Linked DNA regions of Mus musculus: all the other regions are linked to region 4. The links are chromatin contacts, called in public Hi-C and promoter capture Hi-C maps. All regions are on one chromosome and are shown on one strand. The core of a region is the stretch at or near the end of the contact, and the rest is flanking DNA. Distances in the headings are between cores, read along the strand shown.

Region 1 (2,700 bases), core at 119-2,618, 1.2 Mb after region 4:
CGAAGCTCACTTCCTGAGCTCACCCTAGTGAAGCACATTGGACACATCCATTAGGTAGTTGATTCAATGCAGAGGAGTGATCATATATGTATTAGGTTCCTACAATGGGAATTGCCCATCTCATATTTTCTGGAAGCTCAACACATAATCCCTCTGTTACAGCAATCCCTCTTCTGTGTGTTCAGGTGACCTTTTATGCCTAGAGAACCAGTTACTCTCTGCCTTACACTTCTGTTTCCAAGTTTGTTAGACTTCTCTCCACGCAGCAGAACCCATAGTTTATTAATGCTCAAGGACCATAATAATTGGAGCTCTCTTGAACAAAAAGTGTCAACACAATCCAATAAACCCCGTGGAATTGCTAGGGTTTACTAGATATTTAAATTCTTTATAAATATAGAATCGTAGTTAGTTGTCTTTAATGACATTTAAGTCAAAACTGTGCCAAGTCGTTGCAATCTGAATAAAAAATGGATTTTGCAAAATACAGCCATCCGATCATTCATTACTACTTCATTTTTAGCGTCCACTGAGGATATGTACAATAGTGTTAACGTCTTTTCCTCCATAACTTCAGAATCACTGACGACAGGGGTACAGGTGCAGGAAGTGTGGCGGAAACAAACAACTTTGCCTTCGCCCAGCACAGCTTTCCTTTTCCTCCAGCCCTCGGAATGCCCCACTGCACCCCTAGACCATTCCCTGGAAGAGCTTCTCCCCGCCCCTGGCACATACAACTGCATGCAGTCACATGCAGATGTGAAGACCCTTGGGATCCAGAGAGTCACCATCGCGGCGGCACAATGCAGGGGAGCGTGCTGCCCACGGGCCACCCTCTTCATCACAGCAAATACAATCCAAAAACAGCAAACTAGAGGCACCCGCACATATGCCAAGGCTACTTTGAAGTGGGGTTTCTGGAGAGTAAGCCAACAGCTGGGGGCTCAATTACCGCTGAAGAAGCTGAGCTGGCCGTGGGGTGCGGCACGGGACCCTCGCGCGTCCACCTAGAGACACCGATCCCTCCACGCGCCTCGCAAGGGCTACAGAGGGCAGTGATTCCGGAGTCCTCAGCCCTAGGACAGCAGTGGTCTCTGGAAGCCAGCGGTGCAGGCGTCCTCCCGGCTGACAGAGAGCCACCCTGAGGTCGAGGTCGGGGGCAGTGGCGCGGACTGGAAAACGGCAGCGACACGCCCGCACATAGCGGGCCACACCCGTCCAGCCCTCAGGGTAGGGACCCCGACTTACCCCAGGCAACACTGCAGACAGCGGAGCCGGATCCCTCGGCTACGCTGCTCCCCTGCTGCCGCTGAACTTTCCCTCCTGCGAGGCGGCCCTGGGCTCGGCTCCACCTCCAGTTCCAACAGCCGCTGAGCCTCCAGGGACCCGGAGCAGTAGGGGGAGGGGGAAAGCGGGGAGCGCGGGCTGAACAGCGGCCAAGCACAGCGCCGGCCTCCGAGTGGGAGCCCGAGGAGCCGAGAGCTGAGAGGTGGGGGTAGCGTGGGCCTCAGGGCTGGGGTCGTGTATGGCTGCAGTCATCTAATTCCTCCAGGGCCAGTCTGCAGTGCGTCCCCGCTCCAGGTCCGAGCAGAGCAGGGTGCCCTGGTTGAGAGACTGTCACTGCAGGGAGCATGAGTGGAGAGCAGGGTCTCCTGTACCGTAGAGACTTCAAGTGTGATTGATCACCAACATCAGAGAAGTTGGCGATAGAGACTAGGGCACTGTTGGAAGTTGCGCCCCAACAGAGAGGGGGCATCTATCCTACAAGTTCGTCCCCACTCCCCAACTCATCCCCGAGGCATTTGCGCTGCTAGGACTGTCCTAATGGCTTGCCTCCAAAACTTCTTACACTCTACTTGAGAGAATTAATAAGATAGTCACTGTTTTGGGTGCCCTGAGTTGTAGTAATAAGGCCTTCAGTAAGAAGCTTTTATTTACAAAAGATCAGAAACCCCTTTAACCCTTCAGCCCCAACTGTGGCTAAGCGATGTCTGTAAGGACCTCTAGCGGCCACATCCCTACATCAACTCAGCTGAGATTCGTGGAAAAATAGAAGAATCCGTGTTTGCCAAATCACAAAACATACAGTGTAATTTTTCTAGCTGCATCAAAGTACTGCATGATAGGAAGATAACAAAGAGTTAACACTGCATAGATATGCACGTACATATGTGGACATCAGTTATTTCTCACAGATTAGCTCCTAGCATCCTCAAAAGGCAATCATATGGCAATTTCCATTTGCAGATGGACGTCACTAGGTGGAAGTCAGGGTTTTTTGATTTCACACTTAGTAGGTAGTCGGGCAACTTCTTCAGAGCTTTTGTCCTAACTGCCACTAAAGCATTCCTGTCTTCATCTACTGATAGGTTCTTCTAGTTCTGATTGCTTTCACCTACTGAAGTAGCTCTCATCTCTTTACTCAATGGTGTCTCCAGAATCATGTAATAAAGTTATACATAGGTTTTAGTTTGGAAAAATGGGCTAGAAATTCTGAGTATGCCATGGCCCCAGCACAGACATGCCCTGCAGGCTATGTGAAAGATAGAGAACATACTTTATATCTTGCGTGCGCCCGACTCAACCAGCAAGAATGACGCTGCAACAGGATCCTTCTGCACACGTTTATTGGGAGAGCTTGATTGCAGAAGCAAAGAGACCCCAAGCCCAGAACTTGTGCTGCTTATATAGGCCTAGGAG
Region 2 (2,700 bases), core at 151-2,650, 1.3 Mb after region 4:
CCACCTGAGCTTCTAGGATCACAGAACAAAAGAGAGCAACAGATCAATGCATTTGCCAGCATAGACATCGGGTAGCTGGGCTAGAGAAAGGTTGGGAAACCTCTTCCATAAAGACCAGGTATTATTTCATTCTTAACTTGAAGGTTACTGGAGCTTCAAGTCTTCCAGGCTTAAAGATCCCTCCTAAAAAGCTTATCTGGAAGAAGACAGTTAGGTCAGATATCAGAGATGATGTAGATGTTTATTGCCCCAAATAGTTTTGTTTCGTAGCCTATGTCCCTTCTCTTCACAAATAATCTTTGACATAAACAAAGCTTCATCCAAGAACTGCAATTCACTATTGTAATGTTTATATTCATATTTATTTTTAATATCTGTATTTTTTACTTAAATAAGTAAATTCCTAATTTCTTTGTTAAAGAAAAAAAAATTAATCAGAACAGGCACATGTCCTTAATTCCAGCACTTTGGAGATGGAAGTCAGGAATCAGGAGTTTAAGATCATCCTCGTATACTTGCCAAGTTTAAGGTCAGCTTGGGCCATGACCGAATGTCTCAAAGGAAAAAAGAAAAGAAAACCAGCTCTGAATTCTTCGATGTCCTGGTTTTAAGTGGCAAATGATGGCTACAGTTGATAGGAACTATATACAAACACCTATAAGAAATATATATATATACATGCACTTAGACGGAAAACCAAAGCTAGCAATTCACTTTCCGGACACTTCCAATTCAATAAATGAATATTGCCTTGTCAACAGAACAGGGGGACTGTTTTGTTATTGTGGTTGTTCAAATGCAAAACCAAAGCCAGGATTTCGGTACCGATTTATACTGCAGCTATTTTCCATTGTTCAAATGATCAAAGTTTTTTTGTTTTTTTTTTGTTTTTTTGTTTTTTTTTGTTTTTGTTTTTGTTTTTTTTTTTAACTCTTGCAGAGCAGGTGGTTCGGACATCCAGCCGAGCATCTTCTAAATGCTAATTTTTCCGTATAGGAGAAAAAGAATAAGATTCAGGCGAAATAATGCCTGGGGCAGGGGCAAAGATGTTGGCAAAGCTCAAAAGCAACAGGCGATCCAGGGTCTTTCCGCATGCGAGGGTGGGGTCGTCTTGCACAGTCCAGGCCCAGCCCTCCGCGACACTTCGAAACTACACCTTAACCCTGGGCACCAGGTTTATTTACACCGAAGGACCGCCGCTCCGTGTCTGAGCGTGTCGCGGACCTTCAAACCCGGGCTGGAATCAAAGGAGAACGCAAGAACCTGGAGCACAGGGTTGCCGACTCTGACGCTTACTCCCAGGCGGTCAGCGGCGCGCTACCATCGACGGATGGCAATCCGAGTAATGAAAATCCAGGTCTCCGTAGTTTCCATAGGACTCTACAGAACCTCTGCGGCCTGTGGTTGGCTGGTCTCTGGGCATGCGCAGTGGCCACCTGGGGGTTGGCGGCGCCCTAGTGTCGCCTACTGGAAGGGCAAAAACCCGGGACCATGTCGGCCCAGGGCGACTGTGAGTTTCTGGTGCAGCGAGCCCGGGAACTAGTGCCCCAGGACCTGTGGGCAGCCAAGGCATGGCTGATCACGGCCCGCAGCCTCTACCCGGCCGACTTCAACATCCAGGTGAGTCAGACCCGGCGCGTCCGCACGCGCGGAAGAGAGCGTTTGGCCGAGCCCAGTGGCCCTGGGCGCTTTGCGCGGCCGCTGTCCCCCTCCCCACGTTGCTCCTACCCTGCTCCACAGGACAGTTGACCAACCTTTTCCCCAGCACCTGCAAAGGCGGAAACCATACAGTAAATCCGGGTCTGGTTGATCCTGTACAGTGCATCTTTGCCACTAGGGCCCAGGGCATTCATTCATTGATCATGGTAGCAGCCATCTGTTCAGTTGCTGCTTCTTTGGGGACGTTTCTACTCCACTTGATCCTAGAAGCCCTGCAGATGGGGTGAATTCTGGGCCACCAGGCTCTCATTTCCCTTCGTGGGTGTTCTGGGTGAAGGCCCACCTCTGAGCAGTGCTGCAGGTGGGCTGGAGCTGGACCAGCTACCACCGTGGAAGCCGTTGACCCTGTCTGCCTTGTTTCAGTATGAAATGTACACCATCGAACGGAATGCCGAGAGGACTGCCACCGCAGGGAGGTTGCTGTATGACATGTGAGTTAACTGGGATCGTTCTGGGAGCTATTGTTGATATCTGAAGGGGTCCTCTTCAGATATGAACAATTGATAGTAGCAGTCGGGGCTCTGCAAGATCATCCTCTTCCCTGGTACCCAGAATTCAGGCCTTAATTGCCAACAGGCGTTCTACAGAGACGACTTTTTAATTCTTGTATTTTAATCCCCAAATTTGTAGCCAGTGATTTATCATAGGCTCATTACAAACATTCAGACAGCAATTGATAGAATGAAATGTGAAATCCCTTCTAACCCAGAGCTAAGTTTTGTGTGTCTCCATATGTATACATACATACACTGGGTAGCTGATAAAAGCGAGGCCATTCTACCCTGAAGTGTACTTTCATAACCCGCTGTTGTGGACCCTCTGGGTCTAGTCTATAGAGACAACTGATGTTCTTAATGGCCATGTATCATTTTCTGGGTGCATGGTTAATTTCCAATTTATTTATGTTTGGAATGTCAGTGAGTAATTCTGCACCCATATTTTGATGTTTTGTAGCTAAGGGATATGTACAATTCATCATCT
Region 3 (2,722 bases), core at 167-2,666, 1.7 Mb after region 4:
TAACATATGAGTTTCAATTATGACCTTGAGGTACAAGATGAACGTGCCAGAGACATTTCCTTCTGTCTTTTAAAATAAATTGTATATGTTCCTGTCCAACGCTGAGCTAAGAACACCACCAAATCAGGCAGAACTCTACGCGAATGTGTCCAGGCTCTCTAAAGAAAACCCCCATGCTTCCTGTCTTTTATTTTTGTTAAATGATTTCCCTGCTTTCTGCTGGTAAGAAATATTTCCAAGTTTTTCTGTCTTGTCTGTTATGATGGCTATTCTTGGTAGACAAACTGACTACAAATTAACTAAGACCCAAAAAGTTGCATATACCTGTGAGAGATTTTTCTTAATTAAAACTTATGAAGTGGGAAGACGCTTCTGGGTCTTTTGAGGCGATAAGATCCACCTTTAATCTGGGCCACACCTTCTGGTGACAGTCCACATAAATAGAGAAGAAAGAAGCTCTCTCTCTCTCTCTTTCTCTCTCTCTCTCTCTCTGCCCTATCTTTGGTTAGCAAGTTCATTCCTTTAGAGCCTCCTTCTTTGAAAATGTGGTATACAGTGAAGCCCAGCTTAGACACGCAGCCTCATGGACTGAACTACTGGATTCTTCCAATTTTAGTTGCTAGACAGCACTTGTTGGTCTAGCTGGACCACAGCCTGCGAGCCGTTTTAATAAATCCCCTTTCTACATACAGAGAGGGAAAGAGACGCTCATTTTTATCATTTCTGTTCATCTAGAGAACCTTGACTAATACAGCTGCGTTTTCTCACCTTAACTCAGAAAAATGTTAGGAATAGTGTTCATAAACAACATTCTTCCTCGAACCATTTCTTTCTAATTATTCAAGTTACCGTGGAGACTACACTTATCATTAGTGTTAATTTGTCAAGAGATAGACCTGAATTTCAGGAAGAAAACTCCTATAGGGATGGATCCACCATCCAGCCTTCTTGTGGGAGAAACACATTTCATTGTGTTTGTGATGTGGTTCCAGGTTTTCTCTCAGGATTGTCCAGTGTACCTTTGCCAGCCAGGTAGAACGTAGCTGTAGCTCACCTGACCTCACCGTGAACCCACAGAACAAACATTTGTTTTCTAAAATCTCCTTAATTATTAATATCGTGGGCACCCTTCCACTTGTGGGACAGGAGAAACACTCCACTCCACATTTTGTAATGTGCTATTTAAACTAGCTACCTTGTGTCAAGGAGGAAAAGGGGAAAGTGCCTACCACGCAAGGAAAGATAGAAGTGAAGCTACCTCAGGTCAAGAGCAAGGACTCCTGAAATGCAAATATCTGCAACAGGAAATACTGTTCTGTGCTGTTCCTTAAACTCCAACGCCAAAGGAGGGACTCTTGTCACTCAGGCCTCATCAGCCAATGAGAACCTGCAGTCGGAGCGTCATCGGGGAGGCGGGCTCTTCCGGGCGCCAGGCTCCAGGCTCCGTTCCGAAGCTGGGAAAATGCAAGCGGTTCTTTGCGTGTAACAGGATCTGTGAGGGGTGCACGCGAGCTTGGAAGCCACGCTATGGTGAGCAAGGGACCGCAGTCTTGGGAGAAGTGGGCTGCTGAGCCTCGGCATCCCTTTTGGTAGGCTACCCTTGGACTGGATGGAAGCTAGTGGGCCAGATGTGGAGTTGTATGAAGTCCCATGCGGTCTCTGTAGTTCCCTGTACCAAAGTGGTGACCTCTGAAGAACTTCACCCTGTGGGCAGCGTCTGTGTAGAGCTTTGGGGACATGGTGTGTGCGTAGAAACATCTTTGTAGCCAACATCACCGTGCTTCTTGTGCATCAGAGGACGGCAGGTTGCCGTTTTAGTTTAGCTAGCATCTCTAGAATTTCTGTTCTTCGGATTTCACATTTGGAGTTAATTTTGTGGGTATTGTGCATGGAATCTTATGTGTTGGTAGCACTCCACTATTTTGCTGAGATGATAATGCAAAGGATTTACCAATGCTTCGGAGAGAATAAGTCACACAGAGTAGAGTTTAGCTAAAGGTGGGCTGCCTCTGAAACACCCAAAGATATAGTGTATTAATGAGGTCTGTAAGAGATGAAGTGCTAGATACGCATGTTTGTTCACCAGGATTGTCTAGACATTTGGCTCCAACCATAAGGAAGGAGACAACCCTGATCTTAAACAGCCGCTAGACCGATGCCCTTAAGAAGTGGCAGGAGACCAAGAAGCTGCTCAAAGGAGCAGGTAGGGTCATGTAACCAACATTAAGGCCTGGTGTGCCATAAAAGTCCTGTTTTCTTCTTAGGCAGTGGCTGCTTTCTATGGATCCTCTTATATAGATGCAGCCAGTTGTCCTTTTGTTAGCAAGCCAGACAGCAGTATGGTCTTCACTGTAGCAGCATCAAGATCTCGGCCTGCCTGCTGTGGGCCTCTGCGTTTATTAGTTATAAGGAGCCGTCACATCATTACTACATTATCTGCTACACACAGCGCTGACCTGAGCTGGAGAGCTGACCTGAGCTAGCTGCTCCTCAGCTTAACACCCAGCTCAGTCCTCTTCTAACTTCTTAGTGTGCTCTCTATGATTTCCCACCCCAGCTTTTATCTTTTCTCCTTTATACTTTTATAATCTTTCTCAGTCTGGCATATTCACCTAGGGACCCTGACACTGAAGAATGGTCTACTGTTCCAGGATACTGGTGTACTTAAGAAATAGTCCTGGGAATACTTTGTTGTGTAAGCCTCTCTTCTGCCTAAGTAACC
Region 4 (2,700 bases), core at 151-2,650:
CCTCTTCTGGCCCATCCTCTTAGTCTCTTCAGAGACTCCACCAAACTGTCTGTCCATTGAGCTGAGCCCGAACAATTCTTGGAGCCCTGTCTTACTGTTGTCTCTGTGTCTATATGCCAATGCTGTTAATAACTTTTTCAATAAACCCATTATTGCCCAGTAATCCAGCCCAGAGACCTCTTGAATACCCTTCTCCATGCAGATTCCAATGCCAGGCCTCTAGTTTGCACTGCATAGCCAGTATTCCTCTCAGTCCTCGTCTGGTAGTGATCATATTAAGGTAAACGGAAAAGCAAGAGCTGAGATATTACCAAAGCTATAGGTTACATTGCCACAGTGATGCTTGCTTTATCTTGTGTTTGTGGAAATGGGCTCGTGTAGCCCAAGCTGGCGTTGAACTTGCTGTGTAGCCCAAGATGACCTTGAGTTCTTGATGGTCTCCCTTCACTTCTCAAGTGCTAGGATTGTGGGTATCAGCCACAGGGTAGCTGTTTTGTTGTTGTTGTTGTTGTTGATTGGGCTTTGGTTGTAGGAATGTAAGAGTTTGGAAGTTCTAGTTTAGGTATAAAACTATACAAGCAGATTGCCAACCAGTGGTTGTTGTTAACAAAGGAAGCAAAATCCCTCAGAACCATGCAGAGAGGTATTGCTGTGCATGCGTCACAGTGACCCAACTGAGCAGATAGAAACTGGGGATATAGTTCTATAACTCACTTCTCCTCACCTGAGCCACACCCGACTACATGCCACCAAGCATAAATTTAGGAATCTATTTTGACAACCCAGAATATAAGAACAGTGTGTGCCAAGGAGTCTTTAAATTATAGTGTACAGGGAAATAGCTAAGAAACAGCAAGCATTATCTACAAGAATCATTAGTATAAATCGAAAACAGAAATACATAGGACAGTTGTCGTTTTTTTGCAACCCATATCCGGACACACGTCATACACATTCCACAGTGTCTTTGGATAGAGCAGTAAAAGGACCTGAAGATGAGAAATGAAAAAGAAATAAGGGGGAAAACAAAACTTAGTGGAAGGAAAGGCATACATTAGGAATGTGGGTGACATGTGGTAACCGCTTCCTCCTCTACGTCCTTGATCTGCTTTGCAAGAGCCTATTTCAAGCTCTGACCTCTCACAGGCTCCCAGAGATCATAAACTCTGTGAAATGCAAACCTATCACGAGAAATGCAAAAATATCATGATATCTCACGCAAAGAACGGACTAGAGAAAGAGTTCACCAGGGTTAAGTGAAGCCCTACAACTACATTTCCCAGAGATCCTTGAGATGGTTTAAAAAAAAACTAAGCATAAGGGGCGGAGCAACTTGAACAGCCAATAAGAGCTCTTCCTTTGCAGACCAGGGAACTGAAACTCACTCAGCTTACTTCCTGGTCCGCCCGGTTGCAGTCCTGGTAGCGGGTAAGTGGGGGCTCCCTAATAGATTTGGAAATCAGGATTTCTTCCTCTTCCAGAAGGAAGACCGGGAGAGAACAGCACAACACAGTCCTGACTTTCCAGGCCCAAGTTCTTTTAGAAAGTTTGGGTGGCACATACTTCGAAGCCAAGCTAGGAATACTTTGCAGTACACAGGTGATTCTGACAAATGTTTTGTTTAAGTAGGTGACAGGCAGCCACATTCTATTAGATTTGAAGAGCCATTTAGTTCCTTTTATGCTGTTTCCTTATCAGTCACAAATGAACTAGTAATGGTGTTTACTTAAAGGGTTTCTGAGCGTTCAGGAGGTGCGTTAACAGCATAGGAAACCAATCCCTCCAATTTGTTCCCTCTGGGACTCTTTAACAATGTCATTCACTGCATTTCCAGAGGAACTCTTGGAAGTACTTTTGTCATGCTTGAAGAAGGGTAAGTGTGTAGGGTCTTAAGGAACACCAGAAAATCGACTACTTCCTGTGACTTAAGACTGAGACGTTACCTTGGAACACAGTCGACAGGTTTACTCAACAGTGTGGTGCCAGCTCATGCCAAAAGTCCTCGGAGCTAACGCCCCGTGACCCATGGACCCTGATATCATGAACTCTATTCTGTACTTTGGGCATAATGTCAACTACATTGCTTGGCTCTTTTCTGTTAACAGTTCTGCTCTTTCTCCAGCTCCGGTTTGACTGCCTCAGACTCAAAGCAACTGACTCCACCCCGACTTTAAAAAACAAAAAACAAAAACAGACAAATGCCAACTCTGATTTTATTATATTTTATTTTTTTAAGCTTCCTGCTAAAGACTAACTGTATGGTTTTACCATTTTTATCCATGGCGCGTATTTCTCTTGCCCTTTGCTAACCCTATTAGATTGTTTGCCTAGTAGCATCCCCTGCCTCTGCCTGGCTGTTGGAGGCCTTTACTCGCAGCCTTGGATGCCATGTAGGTTTTCTGTAACCGAAGTGCAGCTTGTTAGTGCTCTTTGCATATGGCCAAGCCAACAAGTCTAGTGTCTTCCACCCAGTTAATCAAAAAGATGGCTTAGGGTTGTCAACAGAGTTGGATTCTGTGGGCTTCAGGAAGAGAAATGAAAGAGAAAAGAAAAGGAATTAAGGGAGAAAATAGTACACATACAAAATTACAAGCAGTCCATTAGCTCTCATTACAACTTCACTGAATATCAGCAGTAATCCATGCAATAAATATATCGGCCCCTAATGGTGAATCCTCCTTCTAGTCTGACTACTGTCAG

Evidence for each region. Promoter capture Hi-C pulls out the DNA fragments that hold promoters and counts their contacts. A called contact is a pair of places that touch in the nucleus more often than the background predicts.
Region 1: a promoter capture Hi-C map of pre-B cells shows a contact between it and region 4. The contact joins the promoter of Csgalnact1 here to the promoter of Nat2 in region 4. A contact is called at or near these places in 1 of 39 promoter capture datasets (pre-B cells) and 1 of 9 other capture datasets (macrophages).
Region 2: a Hi-C map of regulatory T cells shows a contact between it and region 4, with 8 times the contacts expected there. The contact joins the promoter of Ints10 here to the promoter of Nat2 in region 4. A contact is called at or near these places in 2 of 39 promoter capture datasets (cranial neural crest and pre-B cells) and 1 of 484 Hi-C or Micro-C datasets (regulatory T cells).
Region 3: a contact with region 4 is called in a promoter capture Hi-C map of pre-B cells, with 6 times the contacts expected there. The contact joins the promoter of Zfp930 here to the promoter of Nat2 in region 4. A contact is called at or near these places in 1 of 39 promoter capture datasets (pre-B cells) and 1 of 9 other capture datasets (adipose tissue).

Annotation. Positions count from the first base shown.
Region 1 is chr8:68,733,778-68,736,477 of GRCm38.p6, forward strand. It overlaps Csgalnact1 (chondroitin sulfate N-acetylgalactosaminyltransferase 1), which reads right to left and starts at 1,369. Exons shown (of 10, transcript NM_172753.5): 1 at 1,249-1,369.
Region 2 is chr8:68,792,529-68,795,228 of GRCm38.p6, forward strand. Ints10 (integrator complex subunit 10) reads left to right here and starts at 1,401. Exons shown (of 17, transcript NM_027590.4): 1 at 1,401-1,620; 2 at 2,083-2,150. The coding sequence starts at 1,492.
Region 3 is chr8:69,207,630-69,210,351 of GRCm38.p6, forward strand. It overlaps Zfp930 (zinc finger protein 930), which reads left to right and starts at 1,417. Exons shown (of 4, transcript NM_001013379.2): 1 at 1,417-1,530. The coding sequence starts at 1,528. Gm39188 (a long non-coding RNA gene) reads right to left here and starts at 1,368. Exons shown (of 2, transcript XR_870488.3): 1 at 1,230-1,368.
Region 4 is chr8:67,493,475-67,496,174 of GRCm38.p6, forward strand. It overlaps Nat2 (N-acetyltransferase 2 (arylamine N-acetyltransferase)), which reads left to right and starts at 1,401. Exons shown (of 2, transcript NM_001168577.1): 1 at 1,401-1,428.